Linked DNA regions of Hordeum vulgare: all the other regions are linked to region 3. The links are chromatin contacts, called in public Hi-C maps. All regions are on one chromosome and are shown on one strand. Each heading gives the region's core, a stretch centred on a gene start, on an enhancer-like site or on the middle of the called end of the contact. The rest is flanking DNA. Distances are from core to core; before and after follow the strand shown. Region 1 holds the start of LOC123395571 (vegetative cell wall protein gp1-like). Region 2 has its middle 180 kb from the start of LOC123397542. Region 3 has its middle 130 kb from the start of LOC123395714.

Evidence for each region. A called contact is a pair of places that touch in the nucleus more often than the background predicts.
Region 1: a contact with region 3 is called in a Hi-C map of seedling, with 4 times the contacts expected there. The contact joins the promoter of LOC123395571 here to the enhancer-like site in region 3. A contact is called at or near these places in 3 of 6 Hi-C or Micro-C datasets (leaf and seedling).
Region 2: a contact with region 3 is called in a Hi-C map of seedling, with 4 times the contacts expected there. The contact joins two enhancer-like sites. A contact is called at or near these places in 1 of 6 Hi-C or Micro-C datasets (seedling) and 1 of 1 datasets of contacts at active chromatin or transcription factors (embryo).

The regions. Positions count from the first base shown.
Region 1 is chr5H:72,348,463-72,351,430 of MorexV3_pseudomolecules_assembly, reverse strand. LOC123395571 (vegetative cell wall protein gp1-like) reads right to left here and starts at 1,643. Exons shown (of 2, transcript XM_045090584.1): 1 at 900-1,643; 2 at 1-394. The coding sequence starts at 1,535. The coding sequence ends at 293.
Region 2 is chr5H:71,416,382-71,419,556 of MorexV3_pseudomolecules_assembly, reverse strand. No RefSeq gene overlaps it. Among protein-coding and RNA genes, the nearest start is that of LOC123397542, 180 kb to the right of the region's middle. Within about 2 kb of position 1,841, at least 3 of the 3 cell types and tissues checked have open chromatin away from gene starts, as enhancers often do. A contact at or near this core is called in seedling, where this site is marked.
Region 3 is chr5H:71,846,944-71,849,783 of MorexV3_pseudomolecules_assembly, reverse strand. No RefSeq gene overlaps it. Among protein-coding and RNA genes, the nearest start is that of LOC123395714, 130 kb to the right of the region's middle. Within about 2 kb of position 1,378, at least 2 of the 3 cell types and tissues checked have open chromatin away from gene starts, as enhancers often do. A contact at or near this core is called in seedling, where this site is marked.

The DNA of each region.
Region 1 (2,968 bases), core at 394-2,893, 500 kb before region 3:
TTGACTCACAATCACTCGCACAACTATATAACGCACATCCAAAGTGTCCATTGCAATGCAGTGGTAAATAAGCTAGAGAGCATGGTAATAAGATAATAATAATATCGAAGTAGCAACGGTGTGCTGCAGATCAGATGCAGCTGACAGGGTCCAAGCAAAAATTAGTGGAGTAGGCCTAGTGGTTGGAACAGTGGCGCCGACGCTAATAGTAGTGGTAATAACAGTGGCAGCGATAGTAACAGCGGCCGGTGGACAGCCTGACGAGTGACCCCACCCGCCATCCTCAGGTAGCTCAGGCCAGCGCCGGGCCCAGCGTCAGCGAAACGAGAACCACCATCAGCAGCGCCGCTCCTCCCGTACCCGTAGCCTTGTGGTGGTCTCGCGCCGCGTCGCTCTGCAAGTAGGGCCAAGGTTGCAGTCAGACAGTGAGCAGCTAAAAAATAATAGAGTAGTGTGTGTACCTAGGTCGTTAATTTAACTTATATAAAATTTATTTTTAATATAAAAATTATATCATTAAAAAATAAAACATATAAAGTTTTTAATGATATATTCTTTTTAATATATGTTTATCATTAAGTTGGTCAAATCGACAAGCTAGATACATGCTGAGATGGAGGAAGTACTAATATTACTAGCGTAATGAAAATGGACCACCACTTGGATGGCTCCACGTGTCCAGAGGGTATTAATCTCCCATGCGTGCAGGGTGGGTCCGGGTGGTCTTGTTGACCGGACGTCCACTCGCTGACACACGGGCCCTTGCAGGCGGGCGCGAGGCAGAGGCCATCAAATCCGGTTTAGCGCGCCGGGTTTGGAATCCGCCGGCAGGGATCCGTCAAGCGCGTGTACGTGGATCGTGTAGCAGTGCGGTAGTAAATGGGTGCGGGGATACGTACCGACATGTCGGCGGCGGAGGGGCCGGGCCCGGGGGCGAGGCCGCGGCCGGTGGTCGGCGACGAAGCGGCGGATAGGGGGGACGCGGCGGGGGCCACGTGTTTCTTGGTCTTGGGCTTCTTGCTCGGCGACGGAGCCGGGGCGGGGACGACGACGGGCGCCGGCGCGAGGGCCGGAGGGGACGTCGACAGTGCCGGCGCGGGGGCGAGCGCGGGGGGAGAGAGAGCCGGCGCAGCCATCGGTGGCGGCGATGTGGGAGCGGCCGTGACGGGCGCCGGTGCCGGGGGAGACGTTGCCGGCGCGGTGGCCGGGACCGGTAATGTGGGCGACGGGGAGCTTACGGGGGCGGGTGTGGGGGGAGGCAATGCTGGTGGAGCGGTGGCCTGCACGGGGGCAGCGGCCGGCGAGGTGATCTTGGTGCTGGCGTGGGAGGGGGAGGCGGCGGGGGAGGTGGAGATGGGGTTTTGGGACGATGAAGGGACTGGGGTACCTGTGGTGGTTGGAGAGGCGGCAGTGGGGGACTGGGCGACGGCGCCGGAGTGGGAGGAGGAGGAGGGCGCGGCGGCAGGAGACTGGGAGTGGGCGGTGGTGGCGGCGAGGAGGAAGATGGCGAGAAGGAGAGGGAGGAGGCGAGCCATGGCAGCACTCAAGGCAAGCTGATGGGTGCGCTTGGGGTTTGGGTTGTGTGAGAATAGCAGAGAGCGAAGCTGGGTAGCAGTAGTGTAAAAAGAGGCGCACACTGACGACTGGCCAGCTTCCGTGTGTGGTAGAGTCACTTCTTTTCTTCACCAGATTCTTTTGTGGGAAACATTTGGAGACGGACTGGCCGGCCCCGCGCGTACGAGCAATGCTAGATCAACGGGCAAGAATTTCCTTTTAAAGTACTAGTAAAAGAGTCTGTTAACAAAGAAAAAATATCACATGCTTCAAACATAATAATCGTGACTCAAAACCTTAGTAGGTTCACGCTCTTTATTTTAAGGGCAGCACTCTCCACCGGCGCGTCGGCCCAACTGTTGGGTCGGTAGTGCTCCAGCTGTCAGATTTGATACCTCGAGCCGTCAGATCCCGTCGTTCCCAACCTCCTATATCTTCAACCTCTCGTACACGAAAGGGAAAAGGCCCGTCTCGCAGGCCCCGACGCCCCAGCACGCGCCGACCGCCTCACCTCGCCTCCTCACCACTGGTCGCCCTCACCGTCGGTCGCTGCTGGTCGCCGCCCTCACCTATGTCGCCTTCGTGCATGTCTAACCTCCTGGATGCAGCAGCGTGCGCTCATGGTTGCAACCCTTGTAAAAAACAATACGGTTGCAACAAAACAGAACGACAGATGTAGCAAATTTGTATAATGGTTGCAACATTTTTCTATCATGGTTGCAACTCGCCCATGTCAACGGTTGTAGCAAAAAAATAATACGGTTGCAACAAAAAAGAATGACTGATGTAGCAAATTTTTATAATGGTTGCAGCATTTTTTATCATGGTTGCAACTCCGGGTACAACTCCGTCGAAGTTTGATTGCAACTCTCACGGACGTGGTTGTAACTTTTTTTATCAACGGTTGAAGCTTTTTTATGCCGTTTGAAGCTTTTTGCACACTGCTTGTAGCTTTTTTTAATAGATGCATACACACAGATCCGTCCATGGAAGGAGGCAACCATGGCATCTCCCCCGTGGCTCGGCCCGAGCACCGGCGATGGTGGTTTTGCAGCAGCGCCAGCGAAGGTTACGAGGACGTGCGACGGCGCTTGCGGGGGAGGGGGGTGACGGCGTCCTGCGCAAAGGGGACACCAACGAAGGCACGAGGGAGTGCGGCGGTGCCTGCGCGGGGGGAGGGGCGACGGCGGACCGCGCAGAGGGGACACACGCGACGGCAACGCCCCCGTGAGGGGAGGGGGCGTCGGCGACGTGTAGAGAGGGGACGCGCGCGATCCGCCCAGATCGGACAAACACGGTGCGTCCGGCCGAAACGGTTCGGCCGAGGTGCCGTGTATAAACATTTCCCTTATTTTAACATGACATCGTATTAGTCTTGTTGTTTATCCTTCTTCTCACTCTCGAACATGCATGG
Region 2 (3,175 bases), core at 592-3,091, 430 kb after region 3:
CAAAAGAAAAAAGAAGACCAGTACGACCACACATGCATGTAAGCTGTTGAACGGACTGTGCTGTGAACGCTAAAAACATGGAGACCATCACAAGGATATATATTCTACTCCCTCCATAACAAAATATAAGACGTATTTTGACACTTTCATAGCGTCAGAAAACATCTTATATTTTGATACAAAGGGAGTGTGTTTCTTGAAATGTTTATAACCTTCACTACTGCTCTCATACGGCTTAGTTTGGATCAATATATCCAGCTATCAGCTGCATGCAATTGTCATAACCGACCTACGGACCAGAGTTCTACAACGAAACTTAATAAAATCGCTGGATTTTCAGACAGCCGGTGCTACAACACTGACAACACTGTGACAGCATGCAAAGTGCCCATAGATATGGTGGTACAGTACCATGTAATAATATCAGCTGATCGATGAGTGAAAGGGAAGCTAGCTAGCTAACCACCCAACGCTAGCTTAGCAATGTCGATCGTGGAAGTGGTGTGCACGTGCACGAGAGGTGTAACTTTAATCGTAAGGCGGGCAGTAAAAGAGGTGGGTGAAATGTGTGTAAGGTGGCCGGCCGCGTCAGGATTTACTGGATTCGTACGTTTTGCCAGGATTTTACCGCGATCTTAGCTAATCATGTTCTTCTTTTCTTGGTTGGCTGTTGGTTGATTGGGTGTGTGTTGACGAATGAAAGAAGCCAGGAGTAGTGAGGTTCAAGATAGGTAGATATTACTACGAAATAGGCTTGCTGCAGCTCATTACAGGCGCAGCGTGAAATCAACGCCAATATATTGATATATACTGTCTATAACTCTATATAGATGAAAATGGAAAACAAGATAAATAAACCAATAAACAATACTCCACAAAGATTTGATCCACTCTAGGTAAAATCACGGAGTATACTGACTGGGCTTGATCCACTCTATTTAAACCATTCACAAAGATTTGATCCAACAAGAGTAAATTGAGTTAGAACCTTGACCTATGTGTAATTACACTGGCAACAATCATACCATCGGCTTTGCTCGAGCTTCCGGCCTCTCCGTTGCCCTAAAACCGTATATCGGCCCGAGTTTTACAGGCCAGGAGTGTTTTAGGGGTTCTGCTGAAGATGCTTTTAGTTAGGTGGAGGACAAATGTGTGTGCTAAATTCGCAGTCAGACCAGGACAAATTAAGCCAAAGAAATCTACAAATTAAGCCGAAATCCGCAGGCATCGTGATGCAAATATCGAAGTCGAAGCATAGCATGTATGCATATGCCTGTCATCAGTATAAGAGCAAGTACAATAAAGCTGAGTCAGCTGGCTATAAGGAATAAACTAATATATTTTTGTTCAGTTAGAAGAAAAAAAAGAGGGGAGAGAAGGTAAGCGGGCTCTTAGCTAAGAGCCAGCTCTAGCACGTGCTCCTAGGCATTTTGTGAGTATGAAAGATGGATCATATAATGAAGAAGTAATACACTTTTATAATGAATATTGTACATGTTAGCTATAAAATGGCTATAGATGACATGACAATGACACAGCAGATGGTTATACTATTGTACTTCCTCTAACGCCGCCCGTAGGTATGCATGCATATGCGCTGCGGCTAGGGACGGTAGGCAAGCAAGTCTAGCTATGCCGCTTTCTGAACGGACGGACATCCGACAGGCACGTATAGACAGGGCTGCATGCCATGCATGGCTGCATCGGCGCTGGCCGCTACGGATCACGTACCGATGTCCAACCCCAAGGCCGTACGTCATCGGACCGATCTTGGCCCGAAGCTGGCGTTTAATTTAGTTTAGCTTAGCTCCCTTCCGATGGCTACCGGACAGGGATATACTGGCCGTTAAAAGCCCAAATTAGCTTGCATGCATGCATGCAGCGGCTGGCTGGCTAGCGCAGCGCATAGGCCTGACGCTTGCCTCGGCGGCTAGCTGCAGCGCGTTTCGTGATGAGGTCGCACGGGGTTCGGCGTGCTTGTTTGTCGCGCTCGTTCGGTGTAGTATCGTAGTCGTAGCCGCGTGCATTTGACCATGGCAATGCTAGGCTGACGAAGACAGAGTATCGTTCTGCTTCGGCGGGAAGAGCAAGAAAGATGAACATCTTTGGCGGTGCACATCTCGTCGGCACTCAGTAGGATTGAAATAGAGGCTTGCCATGTTTTCCTAGTACGGTTTTGCTAAGAACATCTTCAACAAACACTCTTAATTCACGCGCGGCATTTCTTTTATCGAACGCTACATTCATTACTTTCCCGCACGCGACGGTGGTGCGGTTCAACGAAGGCGTCAAATTAAAACGCTGGATACAACGCACTCCAACAGGCGTTAGATAAAATGCAGAAGAGAGAGAGGGGGGAAGAGAAGTGGACGGTGAGTGGCGCAAGCTATACTGGACGCGGCATTTAAAACGCGTGCTGCCACTTAACCCCCCGCGCGGGGACCAAATTTTTTGCGCGCGCTATTTTACCACCACTGCTGAAGAGCGCACGGAGGCGCGAACGCATCATTTTGACGATTTGTCACGCGCAGTGCGGTTTTACTGTTTCTGTTGGAGATGCTCTAAAAATCAGTTCACTGAGACTTCTCTGGTCTCAATCGATACTATAATTCGTTGATTTTGCATTGAGATTCGTGTAGATAATTTTTTGTAGTTTTTTCTTCTTGCATACTACTATACCACTTGACTAAGACTTAGTCGACTGAGACCTAGACACACCCTTCCTAGTATCTTACCCTTTTGATGAACCGGTCCACGGCCATGATATTGCAGCCGAAATCTCACAATTTTCGCTCTTGAGAGTCGCACTGTGAATAAAGATTTGCCTCACTCCGGAAGCGCCCGAGGTGCACTGAGATATTATTTTCGATTTTCGATGGACTCCTCGTCGTGTATACAACAGCATGTAAGGGCATCTCCAATGGTTGTAAGATAGTTGTTGGTAATTTTGACACATATGATTTTTGATGATGTGTCATGCAATAAATGAGGAAAGAGAGCAAGGTTGTATGTAAATTAACCAACACCCTTGCACAAGCTCTAATGTAGAATGAGAGAGCACCTTATTTATTACATCACATCTTATTGGGCAAACTAGATACAACCCATTGAAGTAGTTGTATGTTAAGGTGTTGGTTGATGACATGGCATATTTTACCAACAACCTAACCAACAA
Region 3 (2,840 bases), core at 129-2,628:
GATATTCAACATAATCATAGGGGTCACTCCATAGAAAAATAATAGATATGATCATCCACCATATTTCATGATTTGTTTCACAATTTTGTTAACTTCCTCCGAAGATCGACACTTGGACCGACACTTGACTAGTCAACACTCATCCTTGACCGTGGACACAGCTACTCGAATAGTTTTGACTCTACACAGGGTGTACTCTTTTCCCACAGCCCACGGGTTCCAAATAATCATTCGGACTAATCCCGTGTATGGTTTGTCATAAGTAAGCAATCAGAACTAGTACACACCCATTTTTACCCCCGCGAAGTCCGGCTTCACCCGGACTACGCTGCCAGGGAAAAACCATAAGACGGAGAGGCTCCGACCTCGACTAGCATGGGATCAAATTTATACCGCACGCTACAAGGGAAGATCTCTTCCCTCTCGATCCCAAACCAAAAACACCCATGTCCCGTGACCGGATGACTGGATTTAGTCCACGACCATGGATACCTTCATCCCGGCCCCTCTACTTGTTGTGTACCTGGTAATAGGTTTACGACCTACTGAACCATATTCCCTTTCAGGAAGACATGTGGCAGCACGGATGGGTTAAGGTGACGCACTGACAAGACTTGATCTACGGTCGACTCACGAGGTTCAACTTATCCCCTGCATTATTAGCACCATCAAAGTGTTTCCTGCAAACAGAGTCACTACCCTTCGTGCCCCAACATGCCCCGGTGAACATTCTCGTCCCACGAGATGTCAGTTCCAAAATCGTATCTCCACGAGACCCGACTCTCTTTGGATCCCATCCGGTAAGCATGTGTGGCAGACGAATGTGACTACTATCCCAAGCATCTCAATCATGCAATAATTGTACTTTTGATCATATAGCCACATGCATGATTACCACCTGAAATATCACCACTTATTTAATATAACCATAAGGCTTACTACAACAAGCAAACCACACACCACTAAAATATATCAAGGTTCATGATGCTTGCCTTTGGAGTTGAGGAAGTTGGTGGCACCCCGAAATTCTTGAAGTGAGTCTCCTCTTTTACACATCCAATTTTGAAAATATTTGAATTAACACACAAATTCAAATAGCACACAAAAGTTGTTTCAATATTTTTGAAATAAATCTTAAAATAAACTAGATGCAATTTGAGAGAGGTAGGAAAAAGAATCAGTCCAATCAGAATTTTCTTTAAAAGTTAGAGCTAGTCAAAGTTTTGGTCAAACTCTATTTTTAATTAAATCAGAAAATAAAAGCGCTTAGGAAGGAATACGCTTTCAGAAGGGGACGCACACTTACAGGAGAACGTCTCCTAATAGGGAAAGCGTAAAGGCGGGGCTGCGCCACTTGGCATCGGTTGATTCACCGATAGACGGGGCCCGCCTGTCCGGTTCTTCTCCTTCCTCCCGCGCACACGGGACAGTGGCAGACACGACTCCGGCGATGATTGCCGGCAGCACAGGGCACCGTTCCTGCCGCTCGGCCCATCCACGAGCTCAGGGAAGAAATCCGCATCGCAGGGAGGGGGATAGAACCTCGGGGAAGCTCTAGAGTGAGCAGAGTTTCACCAAAGGTGGGTGGAGCTTCGGCACGCTGGAACTTTGGTCTATGGCGGATCCCGGCTAAATTTGGCGATTGGAATGGGTTCTAGAGGCCATGTTTAGGCTATAAGTGAGGTTATGGAGAGGGGGAAGCTCCGGAACGCCGGAATTTAGCAGGAGGGTGGCGGCGGCCATTTCTGTCGGAGGTGGGCAATGTGACCGTCTCTGGTTGAATTGATGCTGGTCGGGGCTTCCTACGGTTGGGGGAGGAACTCTACTCTGCTAGAACTCGGGGAGGGGGCTTTAAAAAGGCCGGGAGAGTCGGTTCCCGCGGCTCCGGGGATAAGAATGACGGTAGTCATCGTCGTACGCCTCCATTATTGCCGAGGCAATGTGGCGGGGCTCTAGGCTACTCCAAGGGTGGTCCAAGAGCTATCGGCACAAGGGAAATGCCTGGGTGGCTCTGGCCACGGCACGACCGAAGCGGGCGTCAGCCACATCACCTTGCCGGCGACGGCTGCGCTTGATTGCGGCACGGGCAGTAGGAGAGTGCAGTAGGGCAGCAGCAGGACTTAGCAACATTAGGTGGTGCAAGGGAAAGGAGACCAGGGGCAGCTGGCGGTCAGGGATGGCTTGGGTGACGCTGCCATGTCCGGTACCATCCATAGCTTACAACTAGCTGCCAAGGGAGCTCTGCCGGCGGTGCTGCGGGGCTGCAGGTGGCGGTCGGGACGGCTCCCGTGGCTCGGAGAGGTCGAGGGGCGTGGCACTGCGTGAGGGAAAGAGGCCAGGGCTCGGGGTTGGTGACACGGCAGCTCGGTGCGAAGGCATGCAGAAGACGCGCCCTGGACACGCCCACAGCACACTCGCAAGGTGCTCGGCGAAATGTCGGCACTCTAAAAATGACTACAATGAGGCTCAAACTTAACACAGATATACTAGGTGTTAGAGAAAACCTGCTAGACATGGTGGTTTGGTCAGGCCATCAAACTCTGAGTGGAGCATTGGAACTATGCCAGAATTCGCCATGCACTACAGGTGCTTGATGAATTGCGACAGGTCTCTAATGGGATTTGTTAGTGTCCACAAACTCCAGACCAGGGTCTCTCTGGGGGTTATTCATGATGGCAAGGTTAGTTACATCAAAGGAGAAATTTGTTAGTACAAATTTTGGAGAAAACCTTTTGTGGTCAGAAACATGGGGCATTAAAACATGGGCAAAAAATATCCCAATGGATCTCATCTCATGGAATTAAGGGTTTTCTTGGGTGGAATACTAGGAGTAGAACTCT